Regions from separate parts of the Danio rerio genome. Here region 2 is linked to region 1. A link is a contact called in public Hi-C data. All regions are on one chromosome and are shown on one strand. Each heading gives the region's core, a stretch centred on a gene start, on an enhancer-like site or on the middle of the called end of the contact. The rest is flanking DNA. Distances are from core to core; before and after follow the strand shown.

Region 1 (5,472 bases), core at 843-3,342:
TGCTTGATACGTAGGCGGTTGATTACGCTGTGGTGACCCCTTATGTATAAAGGAACTAAAGCGAAGAAAAATAAATGAATGAATTTAAAAGACATGGAAGTCATTTCCTCCACGTAATTAATATATTATCGGTATCTGCATTTTCTTTTACAGCGATAAGCCAATAGCTTTAAATTCATCCAATATTGGCTAATAAACATCAGAGGCTAATACACAAATCCCTAATATTTACAGTAGACACACTTTATTGATATGTAAATGGTACAGTCCAATGTTGAACTTTATTCCTGTGAACATTGCATTTATTTGTATCTGTTGCTTCATGAAAAGATCTGAAGATGCTGTGCATCTGACAAATAAAGCATCTAATCTACTGCGTCTGTGATAAAGTATGCAAACATTGTGTCACTACAGGAAGCAGAAATTGGTAGATATCATGTATCTGTTTATAACTCCTCTCCACTTGGAAGAGGGGAATCTCTCCGATCTGGTATATCAAGCCGCAGGTGAATTTTTTCAAAAACATTGAATTATTGAGAAACAAAAATACAAAAAAGGAATGACTGCAATCAAATATGCATACTTTGCTATCGGGCTGGGATCAGTCACTAGATGCATACATGCATACTGTATAAAGACAATTTGAATCGTTGACAATTTTGGTTTTGACAACTTCCAGTCAACTTATAAATGCAACTAGAACATGTTTTCAAGTTAAGAAAAATTTAGGCGACAATATCCCCTACCTTAAGCTAGGGCCAGATCAAATCTGTGGACATTTTATGCTATTTCTGTGCAGAATGTTGTAAAAAAAACATCTGCAAATTTATGCAGGATGATTTTGGGAGTATAGCATATAAAAGCTTAATATATGAAATAAAAATGTATATCTTTTTAAGTTTTATTTAATGTTTGTAATGCAAACCCACTTTGATCCATTTATTTGGTAAACAAAGTTAAACACTCATATCTACAAAAAGACAGAAAATATTACTTTGCAAACTGTATTGTAAATAAATCAAATGAGCATTAAGTCAATAATATTATTGAAATTCATTTAAAAACTGATTAAATATAAATGTACACACATTTACACAAGTAAAAATATAGACTCAATAATGGGTTTAAAATCAGCAGATTTCTGCATGCACAGATTCCGTGTGGACCTACGTATATCTTACAGTATAATGCAAATGCAAATGCAAAAAAAAAAAACCTGAAAAAAACAACAAATATAATTTAGGAACAAAAAAGGGACTTTTAGTGAGATCCAATTGTCCAAAAAGTTCCAAAACACAATTATTGTTACAGTTTTTTTTAATCTGTTTTCATTCCTGACTTAAAAACAAAAAAATATTGTATCTAAAACAAAAGTCGCTCTGTATTAGCTTCTCGTTTGTTCTGAAAACCATAACATACTCTTTCACATGTGATACTGACACCAAACGGAAGTGTTTAACTCAGGTGACCTCATTCATATTTGCAGTGCGAGTTGAAAGGATATGAGCATTTATACCCTTAATCACCCACAGAGCGGAAGTCTCTCTCTCTCTCTCTCCTTCAATACTCCAATCTTACTTGTTCTCAAGCTGGAGTTACTCACGGTGAGCATCTGAAAGTCATTAGAGTCTCTGCAGTCTGTCAGGTGCCAGCCTATACACACACACACACACACACACACACACACACACGCACACACACACACAAAAAACACACACACACAGAACAAAACACACACAGTGCACATGCAGTATTTCCCCCACACAAAGCCACACACACACACACACATGCAGAAACAGGCATTCATGACATGCTCATGAGCTATTATTTTTCAAAGACATGCCACACATACACAGGGACACATGCTTGAGTGTGTAAACACACACACAGTAAAAGTGCTGAAGCCCTGCAGGTTCTTTCTGCTGCGTGGGGCAAGGGATTCGTCATGTGCTGATGAGCTGTTATAATAATATATGAGCAAATCACAAGCATTCTGCAAATTAATCATTTTTCCTCCTCAACACCCTTCTCCCGCTCTTTCTCTGTCACACACACACACATACGCACAGTCTTTGTTGCTGAGCGTTGGAGAGGGCGACTTCTCACAGACAGACAGAGGTGAGAGGCAGCACTCTTTCACAGATGGTGGCTCTGGCATCAGATGGAATTTATATAAGACTGATTTTGATTACATGCCAAGGCACCTCCATGTCTGCATATGCGTATGTGCATGAGAGAGAGAGGATGTGTTTGCATGCTTTCCACAATCGTATACTGTTCAAACGCATCGTGTTTGATATCTTTTAGACTGTATGCGTGTGAATGGTGAGATAAGAAAAGCAGAATGAAATAGAGAATTTAAGAGGAGGCGCCACAAGAGGGAGCATTAGACATGTCTTCAGAAAGGCTAGATAAAGGAAAATGGATACAGACTAAACTGAAATAATTGTTGTTTTTTTTCAACCCAATTTTGGGTCAAATATGGACTAAAAATGGACTATTGTATTTAATATTCAATAGATTTTTTAACCCAGAAAGTGTAATTTGACTTAATATGACTGTAGTCACAAAACAAGTCACAAATGTAAATTTTTGGGAAATCGTGATTTATGAATCATCTAAATGATAAATAAATAAGCTTTCCATTGATTTGTACAATACAACATTTGAAAATCTGCAATCTGGAGGTTAGAAAAATCTAAATACTGAGAAAATAGCCAATGAAGTTGTCTAAATGAAGTATTTAGCATTGCACATTACTAATATTTATATGAGGTATGTGTTGGCTTGAGGCCACAGGCCTAATGCTTTAGTGCCCCCCACCAGTGCTGATATACAGCCATATCGCACTGCTACGAGTGTGTTTTTGCATTTATACAACAGTTTGACAGCATAATTGTGTGTATGAAAAAGAAAATCAAACATGGAGTCTCAAAAACTCTTTTGTATGCGGAACTACTTTCTTCCGCCATTCATTCACATCTGCAGCTCATGTCAGAACAGCAGAAACTGTTGCTACTTCACAAACATCATTTTAGAGCTAGTTCTTAAATAATTCTCTAGCTTAATGCCTAAAGTGATGATAAAAACAGGTGATTTTTGCTCATATTTTAAGATTATAAGACTGAACGAGATGAAATGCCAGAGATTTGCCAGTGTTTTTATGTTGCAATCAGGATATCACAATTAACCCTGAACAAGCAAAAGTAAAACAAACACTAAAGAGAGATACAGCATACTAAAAAGAGAGATCGACTTAGAATGTCACTTACCTGTTTTATTATGATTTGTTCTGCTGTAGTTTGAAACTCGCGCTGAGAAAACGCTGACTTTTTCCCTCCCCTCAGGACTTATTATTATGTCTCTGTCGCCATCTTGTGGCGGAACGTCAACCGTCACTTTCTTTGGTCTGCACAGACAGGCTGATGGCGGCTGGTGCACTGAATCTCTGGAATTATAAGTATTTTAATATAAGGACTATCTTTATATATATATATATATATATATATATATATATATATATATATATATATATATATATATATATATATATATATATATATATATATATATATATATAAACTGCATAGTTCCAAACTAAACAGCTACATTCTCGACTAAAGAAGCCTCAAAATACATTATGTTGCAGAAGCAATATGTGTAAAACTGTAGAGTGTCCTGGGCAGAGTAATACACAAGGGTGAAGGGTGAAGAGGCTGGACTTGTGCTGTTATTTGCAGAATATCACACAGCTATCAGCCAATCAGATTCAAGAATCTGACAGAACTATACAGAATTTTATACAGAAATATCGTCATGGAACATCATGCATCTTTACTTGATATTCTTGTTATTTTTGATTACATATTTTTGATGATTATTTTTTATTAGTTTTTTTTTTTTTTTTGCCATAAAATAAAAATAGATAATTTGATCCAATCTGTTTTTGGCTATTGCAAAAAAAAAAAAAAAAAAAAAAAAAAAATCCACACACAGCCTAGCATTTTTATATTGAAACTATGATGGTAAAGATAGTTTATACTGTAAGATTCAATGTACTGTATGAGTGAACAGAATAAATAAATGGGATCGTTTTGTTTTAATTATGGCATGATGGACTGTGGGAAGGACAATGATGGAGTGATATTGGGGAATTTTCAGGAAGTGGGTGTTGTCGTCTCTTCTCCCTCCTCCTCCTTCGCCCTCTGATCTTCACATATGAGGCCTTCAGGGGTTAATTAGGCAGGCGTGATAATGGCACACTGATGAAAATAATAGAACTCTTCTTGCTCTCTTTTTCTCTCTCTATTTTGAGACAATGTTAGAAAATGATGGAAAGAGCGAGAAAATGGGTGAAAATGATAAAAAAAGAACTACTTGTCAGTTCCATATGTTGTCTTGCAAAGCTTTGTACAGTACTGTATGTATAGAGCTGAAAATGTCCTCTTGTGTGGTTTTTGGCCGCAAAGCATTCCCAAGATTTATTGGCCATTGGTAACAACTACATTGGAATTTTTACTCACACAGGACTCAGTTTCAGGAAAGAGAGTGAAGAAATGTGGGAAGGATTGACACATAGCGAAGAGAAAGAGAGGGAGAATGGAGAAATAAAATTCTTCATACTAGTTGATGTCACCTCAGCTGCAGTAGATGTGAATCACCAGAGAGCTTTGAAGAGAGGAATGATTGAAAGAGGGAACAAGAAAGAAAAAGAAAGAGACGCCTGTACTGCTGAGACGCATAATGATTATGCAACACACACATATAGACTTTTATTTGAGATATTTTGTCAGATTTATCGAATATATAAAAAGAAAACGTTAAACACAAGCAGGTCAAATAGAAATGACAATGATTTTAGTGTCTGCGTAAAATTAAATTAGCAAATTTAATATATAATAAACATATTAAGGTGAAGAAAGCATTACATTGTTGCTTTGAAGTTTCAGATGAAAATAAAACATAAAAATATAGGAGAAACAATGTCCTGTTAGTCAGCCTAATAATATATGTATATATGTATATATGTATATACATATATACATATATACACACAATATAATTATTCTAACCTATACCAATTCAAATATATTAATGTTTAAGTGAACATACACTGTAAAACCCAACAATCAGTCTTATCAAAAGACTAGTTAACTCAAAATTGACTGAAAGTTAATTCTACTCATATGAAAAGAGTTTTGAACTCAGTGTTGAAGGCAATAAGTTAATTAAATACTTCATTACTTCAACTTAAATGGAGCAAATTCACAGTACTCGATTTTTTTAACTCAAATGGTTTGTTGCAATCTGTTTCCTCAGACGGTTTGAGTTGCCTTAACTTATAGGGTTTTACAGTACTCAGTTGGTTTGAGTTCTCTTCATTTATTGGGTTTTACTGTGCTCAAATTGCTTCATTTACTCAAATGGATTAAGTTTACAGTACTCATTAGGATTAGTTTTTGAACGTAAATG
Region 2 (5,213 bases), core at 2,632-5,131, 720 kb after region 1:
ATTGCTAATAATAAAAATAAAAGCATTCTATAATATTGCAAATAAATCCAAATGTGTTTACCCAATAGATAAATAAGCATGCCCTGCTGTGTAGAATTAAAAAATTGAGTTAAGTAGTGAGGAAATAAACAATTTAAAGTAAACTTAATTTTAATTGTTGGTAGCACAACTGCCTCACAGCAAGAAGGTCGCTGATTCGAGCCCCAGCTGTGTCATTTGGCATTTCTGTGTGGAGTTTGCATGTTCTACCCCTGTTGGCCTGGGTTTCCTCTGGTGCTCTGGTAAATTGTCCGTAGTGTATTTGTGTGGATAAGAGTGTTCGAGTGTTTTCCAGTGATGGGTTGCAGCTGGAAGAGCATCCGCTGTGTGAAACATATGCTGGATAAGTTGCCGGTTCATTCTGCTGTGGCTACCCCGATTAATAATGGGACTGAGCTGAAAATAAAATGAATGAATGAATTTAAATTAATTGTGTGAATTTTGACTTTATAGGCATGTTACAGCTAACCATCCGTCTGTTACAATGGGCTCTATGCACAGCTAGTTTTAAAGCCAACGATTAACTTCCGGTGAAAGCTTAATGTGACTATTTTCAATTTGTACAAAACTTGTCAGTGAACTATGAGGCAAAGGCATGGCAGGGAAATAGATTTTAATGCAGTGCTTCTTGTCCGATCTGAGACCTACTTTATATCTTATATCTAACAAGCAATGAAAAATTTCTGATTTTTAAAGAAATCAGACCTTAAACCTGACAATTTTTAATGGAAAGACATTTGGCTGCCTGGCTGAGAATTAAAAGTCTGTGTGCATACAGCCTATTTGCCCCGCAGGTGAGGTAAATAGTAACATTTTTACTCCTGGCACTTTTGGCAATACTGCACAGAAACCATATAGGTTCGGCGATCATACTTAATTCAGTGCTCATTTGTAGGAGAGGCTTGTGTGTTGTTAGTAAAAAAATATGGTTTGTCTAACCCAATTACTTTGTTCATTATTTGACCAAAACCTACTTTGTGCTCCGCTCTCACCTACTGTCATTTAGAGCAGTTGTTTTTATAAAAATAAAAATGTTCAGAATAAAATGTTTTTATTCATAGCTACAGAAAAACAATGAGGATCACTACATCAAATCCTAGTGATTTCTTAACTCTTCTGAAGTAGTGTTCTCTAAAACATGTAGCTACACATGTCTATAAGCTACTCTTTCTATTGTTATTGTTAATTACAATAACATTTTTGCATGATAAATGACATTGAAATTTTGGAACAAATGTCAACAGTACTTTACAGTGATAGTTTTTTAAATACGTTTTACTCAAACTCTATAAATTTTGAGAAACTGGAAATTCACAAGTGGTCTCGTAGCTGTATGCAAATAAGCGACATCACCGCATATCAAAAGGCGTTTGTCCTATGATGTGTCACTTTAGTATGAATTTCCATCACCTGGAACGCAAACGTGCTGTTTATCTGGTGTGATTTTGCAGGTGAAAGGAGGCAAACAAAGACTTACATTTAGTGAATCAAACATCAGCGTGCTGTGAGACTCTCTCGGGAAGAATGGAAGATTGAGGTGACAGAGAGCGCCATCTGTCGGTGTTTTGCGGCACAAACTGGAGAGGGGTAGGATAATGTGGCCTTTTTCTTCCCGGAAATATGACTTGAAACACTTTTTGAAGAACTGTTAGCCATCTTTAACTGTTTTTGTGTGATTTCGTATTGATATCATAGACAACAAAAGCAGCTGAATACACACTAACGTTAACACTAACAGCACATAATTTTCTGCTGTTTAGTTTAGGCTATGTTGCTGGACAAAGCAATACAGGAAGTCTTGAATGAGTGTCAGCATTAAAAGTCATCAAATCATAAGTCATTGATGTTGAATCAGTGTATTAAGGAAAAAGTATATACTTATGAAACAAAGAATCCATTCCTATGCAATGTTGTTTTAATCTTAGGCTAACTAAGTAATAGGGGAAAAAATCTATTTGGGAAAAATTTATTTGGTATAAAAGGAATATATTTGGTGTCTGTCAATACTTTACACACTGACAAAATAAACAAACCATTTTTTAAAGAAACATCTATTTTGTTGTATTTTATCAATTTTTGGAAGCATTTGCTAAATACATAGATTAAACAGATTGAATGTTTGCATTACTCGCAGTTGTGTCAATTGCATGTGATATTTGTGGGTTTTAAAGAAAATGTTACATCCCTCCCTCTAAATCAAAGCTAGACATTAAATGTATCTTATATTATATATCTTATATATCTTATATTTTATTAATCTTTCATTTTTGTTTACAAAAATACACAATTCCACATGCTTATTTGTATTTGGTTGAACCACCTTTTCTCAACCCCTTAAAATAAAATTCTGTGGGTCTTAAAAACTGAGATATCACACACATTGTTTTTATTTAATTTTTTTTTATTATCATTATTATCGTCTACCACATTTTACTTTTTTTGCTGGTGTAAAACACTGCTTCTGTCATATATGTTAAGAAAAAAAGTTAATTTAATTAACAAAACAAATAATTAGTGAACTGTATGAATACATTTTCAAGTATCTTAATACATGTCATAAAAGGCACAGTCTGTTTCAGTGTTGACTTGACTAAATTATTATGATTATAATTTATTATTATTAGTAGTAGTAGTAGTAGTAGTAGTAGTTGTAGTAGTAGTATCTAAAGCACACTTTAAAATAAATCAATGTTTGTACAATGCATTCTAGTTCTTTCTGCAGCCATTCATATATACTATCTGCAAAGCAGTCAAAAAACAGCATATATACTCAGATTATGTGGATTCATTTCATATTTACATGTCATATATTAATAGTAATGCATCAAATAAAAAACAAATACAATTAAAAATGTTGAATTAATTCGATTTTTTTATTACATTGTGAAAACTGACAACCATGTATCATACTCATAATCATACATTTGAAAGTTCATTTGTTTTCCTGTAATACTGAACCTTTTCTTAACTAAAGGAAAACACTTATTCTCTGAGAAATTGATTTACACAAGCAGCATCAGTACATATCCAACAATGCTTTGTAGCCTGTCCACTCACCCCAATTAAAACCAAGGTTTAGGTGCCCTTTAAAAATACCATTTTTTTCCACGACAAATTAAGTCTCACCAAAAAGATAAAAAAATAAATGGGCAAACTGACTTTTTTTTCCCGAATCCAGTCATTACTAATCTGGAACCTAATTACTAGCAGGGCAGATTTTCCTCTCTGATTTTCTCCAGCCAATTAATTTATATTATTTTCAGGATGACATTCAGTCCTGCGCTCCTTTTGTCTTTCTTTTGCCGCTCACTCCCACACACTCCTATCATTCAGCCTCCAGTATTATAAAACACACACACATAAACACACACTTCTCATTTGCTGGTGTTAGACACTGACCAACACCTTAGCTACTCATCTACTTAGATATGAAATACATTTATATATATAGAGAGAGAGAGAGAGAGTGAGAAATCCATACTGCACATAACAAATTCATTAAAATGCTACGCAGACATTCATACTGTTTCTCTAGAGCTCCGGCATTAACGGTAGGACCGCAGCTTTGCGGTACCATATTTTCTCCATATCTTCCTATCTCCGCACTGCTAATGCCTGCTAGTCCTCCTGGATAACCAGTTAAGCAATGTCGGTAATTAAGTGCTAATTAAACTTAAAGCCTGTAGTTAGGCAGTGCCCTACATATTGCCTTTGCTATAGTGTAATTACACACACTGCTATTTTAAAGGCCGCTGGAGACTGGCTGAATTGTAATGGTATATACGGTGCGCAGCGGCGGAGGCGAGGACTGAGGGTCAGGATGTGTGGTCAGGATTGCAGCCTCAGGGGTCAAAGGTTAGAACAAGGTTGGCCTCAAATAAGCCTCTGAGGTTTATAGCCCTTTAAGGCCCTGCATGAATTCATCTCTGGCTATGATGAATCGGCCTTCGTCAGCGCTTTGTCAGGACAGAACAGTGATCAATGAAAAGCTGCTGAAATAGTGCTCGTTTCTACAGGAAGAAAACGCTGTCCGGATGCTGTCCTTCACTTTAAATGATAATTAATAATATGTAATGCTGCAGTTGTTCATTTTTATGTGTACATCTATAGTATAATTGCAGCTAAGTTAAAAAAAAAAAACCTCATACAATTCAGGTTTCCTGCAAAAACTGATCATCTGATTTTAAAATGTCAAAGGAATAGAGTTTATTGTACACTGTCAACATATGTTAAGTAGCAGATGGAAGTAATTTAACAGAAATATAGTTTAAGCTTGTGATTGGCAGGTGTTTAAGCTTTTTTACACTTAAAAATTGCATAATGGGACTTTGATCTCTGCTTTGACAACTTTTGATGTTGAACATTTTACTCTGCAGTTTAACAAAGTGACAAATGTTAACATTTCTACTAGTTGGAAATGATGTCTGGGTTGACAATGTAAATTATGCAACAAAAACTCAGTAGCTTGTAGTTCGTTTTCTTTTTTATTTTAGGATTTATTTGCTTTGCTTGAAGACCCAGTTTACACTGTGGACAACTGATATTATAAATGGTTCTAAAATATTTAAAGATACATTATCACATTGCTCTACTCATTAAAGTGCTGTGTTTATTCATGTCTTTGCTTATTTTAACCTAATTTGATTTGTATTATTCATTTTAATCTAATTTGTGTTTTTCTTTGTTTTCATCTAAATTAATTCATTTATTTTAATTACGATTTGGATAATTTATTAGTTTTAATCATTTACAATTATTTATCCCTCATTTTAAAATGATTATAATTACTAGATAGTGTTAATCTATCATTTATTAGTTTGTTTTTATCTTATTTATTCAGTTTTTTAAAACAACTAAATATATATATGAAGAGTTCCGTTGCAAAAACCTCTAAATGCCATCTAAAGTTTTTTTTTTTTTTCCTAAAATGAGCATTTTTTTTATCATCCTCCTATGTTTATGTTAAAGTATTTCACTTTAAAGGCAATTCACTTTATTTGTGCCTATAAAAGTAGCCTTATCTCAAACCAGTCTGGCCATTCTCCTCTAACCTCTGGCATCAACAAGGCATTTGCACCCAAAGAACTGCCGCTCACTGGATGTTTTCTCTTTTTTTGGACCATTCTCTGTAAACCCTAGAGATGGTTGTGCGTGAAAACCCCAGTAAATCAGCA

The links. Hi-C and Micro-C count contacts between places; a contact is called where the count stands out from the background.
Region 2: a Hi-C map of embryo shows a contact between it and region 1, with 7 times the contacts expected there. The contact joins two enhancer-like sites. A contact is called at or near these places in 7 of 18 Hi-C or Micro-C datasets (caudal fin, embryo, hematopoietic stem cells and 2 more) and 1 of 4 datasets of contacts at active chromatin or transcription factors (caudal fin).

The regions. Positions count from the first base shown.
Region 1 is chr7:48,305,804-48,311,275 of GRCz12tu, forward strand. All of the region lies in intron 12 of znf536 (zinc finger protein 536), which reads left to right. It overlaps LOC141375119 (a long non-coding RNA gene), which reads right to left. Exons shown (of 3, transcript XR_012382633.1): 2 at 3,273-3,448; 3 at 231-1,653. Among named protein-coding and RNA genes, the nearest start is that of tshz3b, 270 kb to the right of the region's middle. Within about 2 kb of position 2,093, at least 8 of the 62 cell types and tissues checked have an H3K27ac peak or open chromatin away from gene starts, as enhancers often do.
Region 2 is chr7:49,020,375-49,025,587 of GRCz12tu, forward strand. No RefSeq gene overlaps it. Among named protein-coding and RNA genes, the nearest start is that of znf507, 29 kb to the right of the region's middle. Within about 2 kb of position 3,882, at least 4 of the 62 cell types and tissues checked have an H3K27ac peak or open chromatin away from gene starts, as enhancers often do.